Regions from separate parts of the Mus musculus genome. Here regions 1, 2 and 4 are each linked to region 3. The links are chromatin contacts, called in public HiChIP or PLAC-seq and promoter capture Hi-C maps. All regions are on one chromosome and are shown on one strand. The core of a region is the stretch at or near the end of the contact, and the rest is flanking DNA. Distances in the headings are between cores, read along the strand shown.

The links. Promoter capture Hi-C pulls out the DNA fragments that hold promoters and counts their contacts. HiChIP or PLAC-seq counts read pairs in DNA pulled down with a chosen protein or histone mark.
Region 1: an H3K27ac HiChIP or PLAC-seq map of embryonic stem cells shows a contact between it and region 3, with 9 times the contacts expected there. The contact joins the promoter of Terf1 here to the promoter of Lactb2 in region 3. A contact is called at or near these places in 4 of 39 promoter capture datasets (embryonic stem cells, erythroid cells, liver and 1 more), 6 of 115 datasets of contacts at active chromatin or transcription factors (astrocytes, embryonic stem cells and extraembryonic endoderm stem cells) and 2 of 9 other capture datasets (adipose tissue and liver).
Region 2: a promoter capture Hi-C map of pre-B cells shows a contact between it and region 3, with 6 times the contacts expected there. The contact joins the promoter of Ube2w here to the promoter of Lactb2 in region 3. A contact is called at or near these places in 3 of 39 promoter capture datasets (the HPC-7 cell line, HPC-7-derived erythroid cells, liver and 1 more) and 1 of 115 datasets of contacts at active chromatin or transcription factors (extraembryonic endoderm stem cells).
Region 4: a promoter capture Hi-C map of liver shows a contact between it and region 3, with 4 times the contacts expected there. The contact joins the promoter of D030040B21Rik here to the promoter of Lactb2 in region 3. A contact is called at or near these places in 2 of 39 promoter capture datasets (cranial neural crest and liver), 1 of 484 Hi-C or Micro-C datasets (B cells), 4 of 115 datasets of contacts at active chromatin or transcription factors (astrocytes, embryonic stem cells, extraembryonic endoderm stem cells and 1 more) and 1 of 9 other capture datasets (adipose tissue).

What each region holds. Positions count from the first base shown.
Region 1 is chr1:15,804,310-15,807,236 of GRCm38.p6, forward strand. Terf1 (telomeric repeat binding factor 1) reads left to right here and starts at 1,337. Exons shown (of 10, transcript NM_009352.3): 1 at 1,337-1,648. The coding sequence starts at 1,369.
Region 2 is chr1:16,617,565-16,620,721 of GRCm38.p6, forward strand. Ube2w (ubiquitin-conjugating enzyme E2W (putative)) reads right to left here and starts at 1,727. Exons shown (of 6, transcript NM_025773.4): 1 at 1,673-1,727. The coding sequence starts at 1,687.
Region 3 is chr1:13,659,086-13,662,078 of GRCm38.p6, forward strand. Lactb2 (lactamase, beta 2) reads right to left here and starts at 1,424. Exons shown (of 7, transcript NM_145381.2): 1 at 1,244-1,424. The coding sequence starts at 1,365.
Region 4 is chr1:16,655,726-16,658,808 of GRCm38.p6, forward strand. It overlaps D030040B21Rik (RIKEN cDNA D030040B21 gene), which reads left to right and starts at 1,827. Exons shown (of 4, transcript NR_037998.1): 1 at 1,827-3,083. Eloc (elongin C) reads right to left here and starts at 1,140. Exons shown (of 4, transcript NM_026456.4): 1 at 1,097-1,140.

The DNA of each region.
Region 1 (2,927 bases), core at 87-2,586, 2.1 Mb after region 3:
GTGCATTATGACCATCGGGGTTAAGACCTCAGCTCAACTGGAGACCAACCTGCAATTCCCCACAGGGTAGAACCCCCAAATAATATTTACTGCAACACCATCTCTAGAGCCTGGGGGTAATATGCCCTCATGGTCATGAAAGACCCACAATGTGAGGGCTCCCCCACGTTCTGACTCAGGAGAGGCGACACCCCAAAATCACCCACAAGAAACGGGTCTTGCTGCAAATTGCAAGAGGATTTTTTATTCAAGAGCGCTCTCGGGCCCATGGTCATACACCACGCAGGGGTAGAGGACCGTGGCGCCCCAGTAGCTGGGTAAGGGGGTATTTAAAGGAAGAAACCGAAACTCAAGGAAGTGGGGAGGGCGTTGTTGGAAGATACCAAAGATACCAGTTAAGAGTCACAAGGAAGTGTAAAGTTAATAGAGTCACAAGGAATACCTGGTAATTGTTAACTCTCAAGACAGCTTCTAAGAGCCCCTAACAATAGCACATTTGCATTGCAGGTTCTGGTAATGGCCAGGGTGACTTTCTTTGAATGAGCACTCTTTGAACCCAGGAAGCGGGTGGGTAGAGGAATGTCGCTATCTCTTTTATGATTAGCATACCTTTACAAAGGCCACATTCCCAAGCCTGGGCCTAAAGGCCTAGAATTCTGTTTTTACGTTGTTATACTTTCATTCAATGCAAACATTGTACAGTAATAGTGATCAAAATGTGGTCCTGGGACTAACAGTCTCAGCATTCATGGGGAACTGACTAGACTTGCGAATTCCAGGGTCAGCACCATCCTACCCGCTCACCCCAGGCAGAACTTTAGTGAAAAATCAGAGCCCAGCAATTTCAGCTTTAATAACCCCGGATTTCAATAAAATGAACACATAGGGTAGAAAGACAGTGTGATTACAGTGTAACAGGGTTAAATGCTCATGTTTATGGCGACAAGTTAAAATTTCTGGTGCTGCTGCTGCCATAACGCTCAAGTGCTCCAGGCTGGCCTAGACTTTGTAGTTGAAGATGGCCCTAATTCCTAATCTTCCTGTCTCCACCTCCTGAGTGCTGCTGGGATTATAGACGCGCAGTGCCATGCAGTCAAAATCTGCAGTCAAAAACCTCTCGGTTTTAACTACCCTGTTTCCAGCGCAGATTGCATTTTTTAAAATGTATCTTAGCCTATCATCCAGAAGCTACACTATCCAAAACGCCTGGGCTCGGATCGACAAGGAATTTAGCAGTTCTCAGCCAATCGGAAGCCAAGCTCCAGCCACTAGCCCACCCTAGCGATGCGATTGGCTGACTTCCACGCCCACCGCGAGCAAATCAGCGCACGGCGCCAGCTGAGGCACGGCGAGCGCTTTCGGTTTAACATGGCGGAGACGGTCTCCTCAGCGGCCCGGGACGCGCCGAGCCGTGAGGGCTGGACAGATTCGGATTCTCCAGAGCAGGAGGAGGTGGGAGACGACGCGGAGCTGCTCCAGTGCCAGCTTCAGCTGGGGACCCCGAGAGAGATGGAGAACGCGGAGCTTGTGGCTGAGGTGGAGGCCGTGGCTGCGGGCTGGATGCTCGACTTCCTCTGCCTGTCTCTGTGCCGAGCCTTCCGTGACGGCCGCTCCGAGGACTTTCGTCGTACTCGTGACAGCGCCGAGGGTGAGTGCGGGCTCCCGGGCCGGAGGCTGCGTCGCGGCCGAGACCTGCTTGCCCCGCACACACCGGGGCGGGATCCCAGGCGGGAGACGGCGCGAAACCGGCCGCTTCCTGTTTGCTGGAAGTCCTGGCTCCCGCCCCCACGCCTTCCGCGTCCCCTGGACAGAATGTTTGTTTGTTTGTTTTAAAGGGAGCCAGCCCAGTTGCTACCGCTGCTTCTGGAGCCAAACTCTAACAGATGAATATAGAAACATTTAAGAAGGGCCGGGATGCGGCTGCCAAGGGAGGTAGTACAGCTTGTCAATGCTTATCTTGCAAGCCAGGGAACCTGCGTTTGATCCCCAGAGCCTATGCCATACACATATACTTACAGCGCTGGGAAGACCGGTGACTAGGGCTCACTGACCCCTGGCCCAACCCAATTTGGCAAGCTTTAGGCCAGTGGAAGGCCAAAAACAAAGGCCTGGGGAGGAAGGATTTTTAAACTCCAGGGGATCAAATTTCCGTCTTTTGGCCTCAACGGGCACTGTATACACATGTTACACAGACAGACGTGCAGGTAAAATACCCATATTCATAAAATAAAAATAAATGAATCTTTTGTTTAAATGTTTAAAAAGTTTGACAGTGCCTGAAAACTCAGACCCAAGTTTGTCTTCTGGCCTGTGTGTTGGTGAGAGACATCCAGGAATATGGTTGGCTTACCAGTGTACATATTCACTGCCAAGTGTATCTTTGTGTTTGTTCAAACACGCCTTTAATCCCAGCACTTGGGAGGCAGAGGCAGGCGGATTTCTGAGTTCCAGGCCAGCCTGGTCTACAAAGTGAGTTCCAGGACAGCCAGGTCTATACAGAGAAACCCTGTCCCGAAAAGCCAACCAACCAAACAAAAAAGAAATAAATGTTATAAAGTTGATTATGAATTGAACAAGTTCAATGGAAACCTTTACATATGTATACTACTTCCTAAAATACAAAGAACTTCATGGTATAAATTGCAAAGTAGTGATTTGATACATTTTATAATTTAGATGTGAATCTTGGTAAAAACAATTTTGAGTATCTGTTTCACATTTGAGTTATGGTTTGTTAGAACAGTAATATTACAACTTTTTAAAGATTTTTAAAAAATTAATTCGAATCTACAGTTCTAAATTTATGATCAGTTTTTGTTGAGTATTATATTAGGGTTCTCTTGAGTAACAACTTTTTAAGAATCCAGTAATGTTCGGTCTATGATGCTTGATATCGCCAGTATATGCCAGAATCCCAAAGTCGACTC
Region 2 (3,157 bases), core at 477-2,976, 3.0 Mb after region 3:
ATAGAAACAGGCATAAAAAGCACTTTCCCCCACTGCTGAAGACAAAGTAAATTCCAAAAATAGCAATCTCTTACAAACAAATCTGCCTTTTCCAAAAACTAAGTATAAAAGCTAACCAGCTCTCATGCCAGATACAATCCCAGTGTGGATTTTAATCTTCATTTTTAGTCTTAAATAATGCCTGTATCTTAAGACAGATCACCGTCAAGTGTTAGTAACAAATAATGTCTTAATACAGATAAAAATCTTAAAGCAATCATATAGCCCATCTGCTGTCAACTGATGTTCCACAGTTCCTTTTTTGGCCTCAAATGATGAAACTTCTCTAACGTCTCTGGGGAGACTAGTAAAGTATAACGTTTCCTGAAATTGTTCTTGTTTCACTGCACCATTTCGTGACACCTCTTCACCTAAGAATGCTACTGCAGGAAAGGCCAAAAGTACAAGCAAATGCAAAAAGAATACCATAAGGAAAGCTGATTGAAGGAAGATACAGGGGAAGGAGGGAAATGCGTAAGAATGCAAACCATTGCTAGCAGAGAAGCGCCAACAACGAGATCTTGCTTATTCTTCTAGAAACAAAAACCAAAAATTCTAAGGAAAATGCGGATGTTACTCGAGGATGATGTTAAAACTCCAAAAAGCGTTCCGCTGACACGCTACAAGAGTTCTACTCTCTCTTCCTATGTGCTTTAACACCGCTAGCCCTATCTGCAAATTAAATGCCGGCTATAGATAATGCAATCTCTAGAAACTACAATTGTGGTTGCCATCTTTGCCTGAAAATTTTTTCTTTTATTGGATTTGCAAGGGGGGGGGGGAATACATTAAGTTGGAAGCTACAAAAAACACCTTCAAGTCTGACAGAGCACAGGTTAACAGGCGTCTCCTACCAAACTAAGGTTTTAAAGGTCTGGGAAAGAAAGGCAAAGGAGCCACGGCCTTACCAATCCCGCAAGGGTGGGGCATCGCAAGAAAAAAAAATTTAAGAGGGCGAGTTTCTATCGAGGCCGAGGAGCAGGCCCACGAGCTCGCACGTTGTGGTAGCACAGGACGCTGGGGACAGGGACGAAGGGCGGCTTCGAAGAAGAGACGTGGGCTGCCAGGGAATGCCCAGAGTGCGGGCTGATAGAAGGAGGCACCCACCGGGCACCGGATGAAGATCAGAGAAGAACGAGCATGAGTCCGGCGATCCGAGGCTGCGCGTGGGAGGCCGGGCAGAGGCCGCGGAGCGCCGTGGGCAGGCGGCCGTCCTCGGCGAGGGGCTCTGCCGGTCTCCGGCCGCCCCGACCGCGGGTGACGGCGGCGGGCACAGCTGTTTCCACCCCGCTGGGGAGCGCGAGGGGAAAAGCATCCCGGCGGTGGCCAGGGAGCCGAGCGGCAGGCATCCTCGCGTAGGGGCGCGGAGCGGAGCCCCCACCGCGAAGCGCACGACGAACTTCGCCCTTTCTTCCCCCTAAGCCGCCTTTATGCCACAACTTCGCGGCCGCTACTGTCCGCGGCCACCGGCCGACACCCCCGCTCGGCTCGCCGCCAGGCGATCCCCCGACGCCCCGAGGTCAGGGAAGGTCGCCCGGAGCCAGGCCCAGAGGTCTCGGACGCCGACCCCGCGCAGACGCTCACCTCGTCTCGATGGCCCCCTCGCCCTCCCCGCTGCAGCAGCTCCGCTCACCTGCATTGACGCCATGATGAAACCATCCCCCCAAGGCCAGCGAGGCCCGAGACGCAGGGGGCGGAGCCGCCGTGCTCGCGTCACGCCGCGGGGGCCCAACATCCCGGGCACGGGGGTGGAGTCGCCGATGGGAAGGGGCCCGCGTGTCCGATTGGCTAGCGCGCGGGTGCCCGGGGCGGGGCGGGGCGGGGCCAGGCCGGGCTCCCTAGGTACCTTGCATCCCAGCCAATTTATACGCGGGCCCACCCTCAGTGCTGGCGGAGGCGCTGCTCCAGGTCGGACTGAAGCGTTATGCCGAGGTCACAATGCTGTCCGGGCATTTGGCAGGGAGGGGATCTCATTTTGTTTTTCCAGCTACAAGTGTAAGATTTACAGCCCACCCCCTTCATATGTCTTTTTTACACCTACCGTGTTTTCGCTCCTGAGGCAGATACAACTTCGCCTGGAGATGCTTTCTGGTATTTGCAGACCTAGGAAGCTTCTACTTTGAGGGGCAGAGAGTCACAGGTTTCCCTATAGGACAGAATGAAAACTGAGAGCAGTGATCTTAAAAGCAAGAACAATTGGATTTGAAACGTGCTGGAAAGGGAAGGAGGGTGAATAATGGAGTTCCCTTTTGTGTGCAATTTTCTAGTTCCCTAACCCTCTAAATTGTAAAGTCCAGGTATACCATAAGAGTCGTTGTTACATCAGTCTTACTTTTGATTAACAATTTGACTCTAGCCGTGAAATCTCAATATAATGAATATAGTTTACGTAATTTAATACTTAATACTTAATACTTAAACCTTCTGCCATGCCTAGATTTCTCTTCACCCTATTCTGTGGTGGGCAGTTGCATGATCAGACGACCTATGAGTGAGCTTGAGTAGAAATCGCTGAGCATACAGAATTTATTCTAGGAATGCACCAGTTCTGCCAGCATTTATCAGAAGTCACATTTTTAAAGCTCCTCCGGAACCAAAGATGTCGTTTACTTAAATACCAAACGAAAAATGGAAGCCAAAAGCTTGCACCTCATGTCCTGTCTCTAAAGGAATCAGAGAGGATGGCATGTTGAGTAGAAGGCTTTTACTTTACCCGGATGAAAGTTTAAATCTTTATTTTTATTGACTTGGCTTCATTTTTAGACATTTCTCTAAAATATAAATATAATGGTGATGTAGGTTATCACTCTCACACTTAAGCTAGAGCACGATGTTCCTCTGAGAACATCCGTAAGGAAATGTGTTCAAGAGAGGAAAAGATGTCTAAATCTGCCAGTTTTTCTGTGGTGTAATATTCAAGACGGTTTCTCTTCACCATGGAGGAACTTTTCCATGGGGTTTGCATGACTTGGAGTACAGGACTCAACCAGAAGCATATCCGCTATCAGTTCAGGTATGTCGTTACCATCACAACATGGAACAAAGTGCCCACATAGCCCAGTGATGAGGTACGCTTACAGGAAAGAGTCTCCACCAGGCCTTCCAGAGATCTTTGTCC
Region 3 (2,993 bases), core at 174-2,673:
TCTGATAAAGATGGAGAATGAGAGACCAGCAGCTAGAGAGGATGTTGTGTCAGCAAGGAGGGATTGGCCAATGAGCCCCAAAGTTAGCAGAAACAGAAGTGTAAAAATGAGTTCAATGATATAGTGCCACCTATCATCTTAGACCTTTTTGTGATGCGGAGCAGTGGACACAAGTCTTGAACATCTGCTTTGGACCCAGTTAATATTTGTTTCTAATCACCCTTTAGTTTGAGTAGCATCATCTGCACGTTAATTATTTTACCATTACTTACTACCTAAAGAGCCTATAAAAATAAAACTATTACTTAAGTACAATATATGATTCCAGTGAACATTTGTGCTTAGCAACTGTTCATCTTAGTAACTTCTTCATCCAGTTTGCATAGAAACCAGCCATCTATTTTAACCCTCGAAGAAAAGCAGGCTGTGTTGAATGTCCTGGAACCATACAGCAAACTCCAGCAGGGCATTCTCCAGGGTTATTCAGACTATTTGCAATTTCCGGCTTAGGTGCTGACTTCAGAATGGGTTTAAAGTGGCACATCGAAGAGATTGTCCTGGGCTCAGACCATACTCTAGAGGTTAGGCACTCTGCTGCTAAAAGCATGCCGGAAGCCTAAAGGTCCCGTACTTTCCCCTGGCCTGATTCACTCTGGGCTAAACCTTTTATGTCTACTTTTAGAGTCCGATGCTTGTAAATATCCTTTACTCTAGAAGAGTTAATATAATAGAGACTTTAAACGCAAACAAGATATGCTTGTCATACACGATTAGTAGAAAAAGCAAGAGTTAGTTTCTCCTACCCACAGGCTGGGTTGCTCTGTCGGGTTTAGACTCCGGTTGAACTAGAAGCAAATTCTGCCCTCTACTGTAAGAGACTGGATTTAGTATAGTCAATTGCTTACAGTAAACTTTTAAGGGCCTAGTTATATGACCCAACCAAGCCTGAAAGTGGCTATGTAGCCTAGGATGGCCTCGTACTGGGGGCGACCTCCTGCCTCTGCGTTCCAAACACTGGATTTCAAGTGTGCACTAACACACAGGCTACGGTAAACTCACTCGGTCACCACCTGCGGGCAGCGAGACAGCAAGTAAACTGTGAGTCAGACTTGGGAAGCCTGTGCTTTTCTTACACCCTCTGTCCTCCGCAGAGCTCGGGGACGCGCTGGGGGCTAGCCTGGCCTCTCGCTGCCTCCCTGCCACGTGACTGCGTGAGCTGCGGGGGCTCGGGGGTGGCGTTTACCTGCTGCCGGTCCCCACCAGGTACGTGTTGGTGCCTTGCAGGGTCATGGGACCCGGGTTGCAGCCCAACACGCGCACCACCCGACTGGACAGCTGCTCGATGCGCTGCAGAGCGGCAGCCATCTCTCTATCTACCTCGGTGACCGCCGGCACCCGAATTCCAAGTCACTCAGCGTGCTGCGACCTCAGGCTCGGAGGGCAGGGCGGCGGTCTCGTGACGTCAGGCCCGGCGCGGATCACGTGGGACTTCGCTCAGTGGCCCGGAGCGGATTGGCGGCCACTATCTTACGACTTGCTGGCACGCCCGTCAGCCAAGTGACGGGGGTGGGGTGGAGGGATGAGTTCGCGGTGACTGTGGCATGAGGTGGCCTGACCCGCCCGCACTGGCCTCAGCCGGCTCCGTCGCTGAGCTTCTTGTGTCTCTGAGCCTTGTTTCCAAGTAGCTTTACATATCCATAAAGAAGAATGCAGTTACTTCATTGAAGTTAACCTCCAGAAGTGGGGGAGGGAAGGTCACAAGCTAGGCAGGTATGGGGAGTATTTACTGAGTCACCAACTTAGGAAGGAATGGCAGGCTGGTGATTTGAAGAATAGCTTACCTTTTACAATAAATGATGGCAACCAATGCTTACTTGTACCTGTGTGCGTCTAGCCAAGGGCCACCTCCGAACATTACTTTTTAATCCTCAACAACAGGAAAAAAAAAAAAAAGTAAAGAAAAGAAAGAAAGAAAATAAAAGCGACTGTGCATATCTGCAGAGGCCAGAAGACAATTTGACAATTTCAGGTGACTCAGGAACTGTGCATACCCTTCACCAGTGTTGACTTGCCACCCAGGCCAGACTGGCCAGCGGTTGACAGCCCCAGAGATTCCCATGTCTCCATCTCCCCAGTACAGGCATTATAAAAATGAGACACCATGCCCCACATTTTTACATAGGTTCTGGGGGATCAGCCTCTGCTTGTCGTGCTTATAAGGCAATCACTTTAATAACTGATCTATCGCCCCAAACCCCATTAGTTATCTACTCTTAAAATCCCACGTAGTTCTTAACTCTTTTTTTTTTTTTTTCGAGACAGGGTTTCTCTGTGTAGCCCTGGCTGTCCTGGAACTCACTTTGTAGACCAGGCTGGCCTTGAACTCAGAAATATGCCTGCCTCTGCCTCCCAAGTGCTGGGATTAAAGGCGTGCGCCACCACCACCCGGCAGTTCTTAACTCTTAACAGGCACAATTTCCCCCCATTTTATAAATGTAAATTGGAGTTTGGGAGAGCCAAGCTCTGCTTCCACTTGTTTTACATGAGCACATGGTGCTATCTGCGCAGAGTGGAGGGGCTTGTTTATCTCCTCTCTATCCTACCCTTGCCAAGGGAAATAGGTTGGTTTAGTGTCCAAGGTGAAAGTGATATAATTGCTCTGTCTTTTCCAATTTTCTCTGCCTTTCCCAATCAGCAAGTATTAAGCATTGCTTCCCACTTTAAAATTTTTAGTTATAAGTTACTTATAAGAAAATGCACAGATCCTAAGATATCCATCAAATTATGATGAATATATACCACAAAAGAGATGTAGAGTGTATTCACTACCTTAGCCTACTCCTTTTAGGAATATGGCTCCTCCAGCAAATGCTGAGGCACACAACCAAGACTGAATTCACTATGTAGAAGAAAAACCTGGGTGGACAGTCTGGGACAACCCAGTAAGGCTGTCTTTCTCTGTGAAGTATGCGACTGCATGCTTACTTGAGTGG
Region 4 (3,083 bases), core at 577-3,076, 3.0 Mb after region 3:
AGGGGGATGAAGATATGGAGTAGTGGCACACAAGAGTGCGGACTCAGTGTAGTTGAGGTCCAAGGTTAATCCAAGCAAGTTGAAAAGATAAGAGCCAGCATGGCGGCTACACCTTTAAAACTAACAACTGGGAGATAGGCCTGGTGGGCCACACATTTAGACCAGACGAGTTACTGAGTACAACTTCCATGTCATCCAAGAGTACTCAAAAAATTGATAAATAGAAATATAGAAACCCCAAATTACTATAAATTAACAAACATCCATGATATAAAACCACAACAGTTTACTCATCACTGAAGATTAAATCCACTTGTGAACTTCGACGGCTTAATAACACATAATATAAACGAGATCAAGTATTTACCATCTTAGACCACTTAACAGAAAATAAAATTCAATTTGGGACTAAGAAGCAGATCTGGTAGTATGGACCAAGTTGTAAAACTATTTCAATTGCTTTCTACACTAGAAAGTGCAGAGTAGGCATGCTTGCACTAAATGACAAAACTTTCATGCTCACAAAACTGAAGAGTTCCTTAAGGGAAACTAAATAAATGGGCACTGTACCTGGCACTAGATAACTCCTTTCAGGCAAAAATGAGAGGTAGATAGATGCACAAATGAGCCAATGTACCCAGCCAGGCAGAAATTACCCAAGTTGTCCAGAAGGTAAACTTTCTTTCAGGGTCCTATAGCTTAAAGCGGCGAGGGCTCTCTCCTGGGTCTAGCGACTGATTTTAACAGTAAAACAAATACAAGCGCACATGAGGTAGGCAAAACGGAAAAGCGATCCGGCTGCCATGCTCTTAACTCCACCCTCCCCGCGCTCAGCCTGGAGGAGGCCCAGCCAGCCCGCACCTCCTGTCCTCTCCCCTTTCCAGACCCACCGAGCTGAGCTAGTTAAGGTCCCGCCAAACTCCTCTCCCCTCCCCCAAGCCAGGAGCTGGGGAGGCCGGAGAGACTCAGAGCTTCCGTTCCTTCCCCGCCCAGACGGGAAGGGGTGAGCAGAGGGATAACTAAAGCATCCAGTCCCAGCCGCACTAACTCTCCTAGCGAAATCAGATCCCGATTCCCACCATAGCCCGACACTCACTAGCCAGTCCCGCAGCTACCGCAGCCGTAACCCCACGTACCGCCACAGCCCCTATTCAGGGCCGCCCCCCTCCCACCCCCAGCGGCCTACCCCTGTGGGTTCCGGGGCACAGAAAGGAATTACTTCCGTCGCGTCACAGCCGCTTTCTGTAACGCGCGGGAGACTGGTACCTGGCAAGGCCGAGACGCGATCTGCCGGTAACTTGCGTCTGGAGGAAGTGCGTTGTGGGCAGTAAAACAGGCCCATTTAAGAGACATCGCTACCAAATCCCAACCAATGAGATGCTAGGACTTCTTGGTTCCCAGAATGCAGCGCCATCCGGATCCAATTTCTGCCGAGAAAAGCTGAGCCGGCGAGGCAGCAGTGCATTCTGGGATATGTAGTTTCTTACAAGGTTTCGGCTAGTGTTTGGTCCGAAGTGACACTGCATCTTGGGACTTGTGGTTTTCTGTGTAGCGCTGAAATTTTTGATGTCTTTAAAGCTTGTCTCAACCTCTTTGTTTAAAGTAATACACATCAACGGGCATCTTAACAAGCTCCCAATGTGTTTGCCTCATTTCCTCTCTTCCCGATATAGGTCAGTGTTTACTGAAATATGCCACGCCCACCCGTCCAGTTCTCGCTGCCTATCACCATTACTTAAATCAGGGCCCATTATTTCTGCTCCTCACCTCCCCAGTTCCACGCCCCCCTCAACCAAACCTTTTCATTGGCTTTTCCGTGGTTACCTAGGCACCTTTCCTAGAAAGCTGAAAAGCAGCTCAGTTAAGTTTCCTCTCTGCTGTTTTCATGGAGTGGGCTTGAAAACCTAGATTCAAGATACTCAGTTAATCAGTCGCAGCTGTGTAATAGTATCCCACAAAAGGAAGTATAGTATGTATGTGCTATTTGGAATTTCTGAAACTTCTCAAAGGGTTTTGTTTTTGAATTTTTGAGACAGGGTATTTCAGTGTTACCCTGGAACTACGAGTCCCAGACTAGCTATGTATTTGGGGACAATTCTATCTCCTTCCTTAGCCATCAGGCACAGTAATTTCCCTATGTAATCCTTGGCTGCCCTCCAACTCCAATTTATAATTCTGTTTCAGCCTCAAAGTGTTGAAACGACAGGTGTTGCCTACCATGGGTTGCTCTGAAAGTGTTTGTCTGTTTGTTTGTGTTTGTGTTTTTGCTTTATTTGATTTGGCAGCTATGTATGCTTTTATGGAATTGAAAGCAAAAATATAGCTGCGGCCTTGAATTAATTTTCAAAGGCTTTGGAGAAATAATGAAAGTGTTTTGGTTGTATCCATAATTCAAAGTAGTTTCATAGTAAAAGAGGCATTTGGTAGCAGAAGATAAAACTAAAGAAAAAAATATGAAAAAACTAAGTGAGACCTGAGTCTCCCTTTAGGCAGTAAGGGTGGGCCCGACTTCCATCGTATATCTTGACTAAAGAACCAAGGATAGGTTCATGCGGCTGGCTCAGGATTCCGTTGGTTTGTTTTAAGATTTATTTGTTTGCTTTTTAAATTTTATTTGTTTTTTTTTCTTTTTCTTTTCTTTTTTTTTTGTTTCTGTTTTTTGTTTTGTTTTGTTTTTGTTTTTGTTTTTTTGAGGCAGGGTTTCTCTGTATAGCCCTGGCTATCCTGGAACTCACTCTGTAGACCAGGCTGGCCTTGAACTCAGAAATCCTTCTGCCTCTGCCTCCCAAGTGCTGGGATTAAAGGCGTGCGCCACCACGCCCGGCATAATTTTATTTGTTTTTAAGATTTATGTATTTATTTATTATTTGTGTTTTTATGTATGAGTGCTCTATCTGCATGCCAGAAGAGAGCACCAGATCCCATTATAGATGGTTGTGAGCCACCATGTGGTTGCTAGGAGTTGAACTCAGTACCTATGGAAGAAAAGCCAGTGAGCATTTAACTGCCGAGACATCTCCCCAGTCCCATGGATTCCTTCTAAAAGGACACAGAAAAGGGAACTAGGTCAGACAACTGCGATA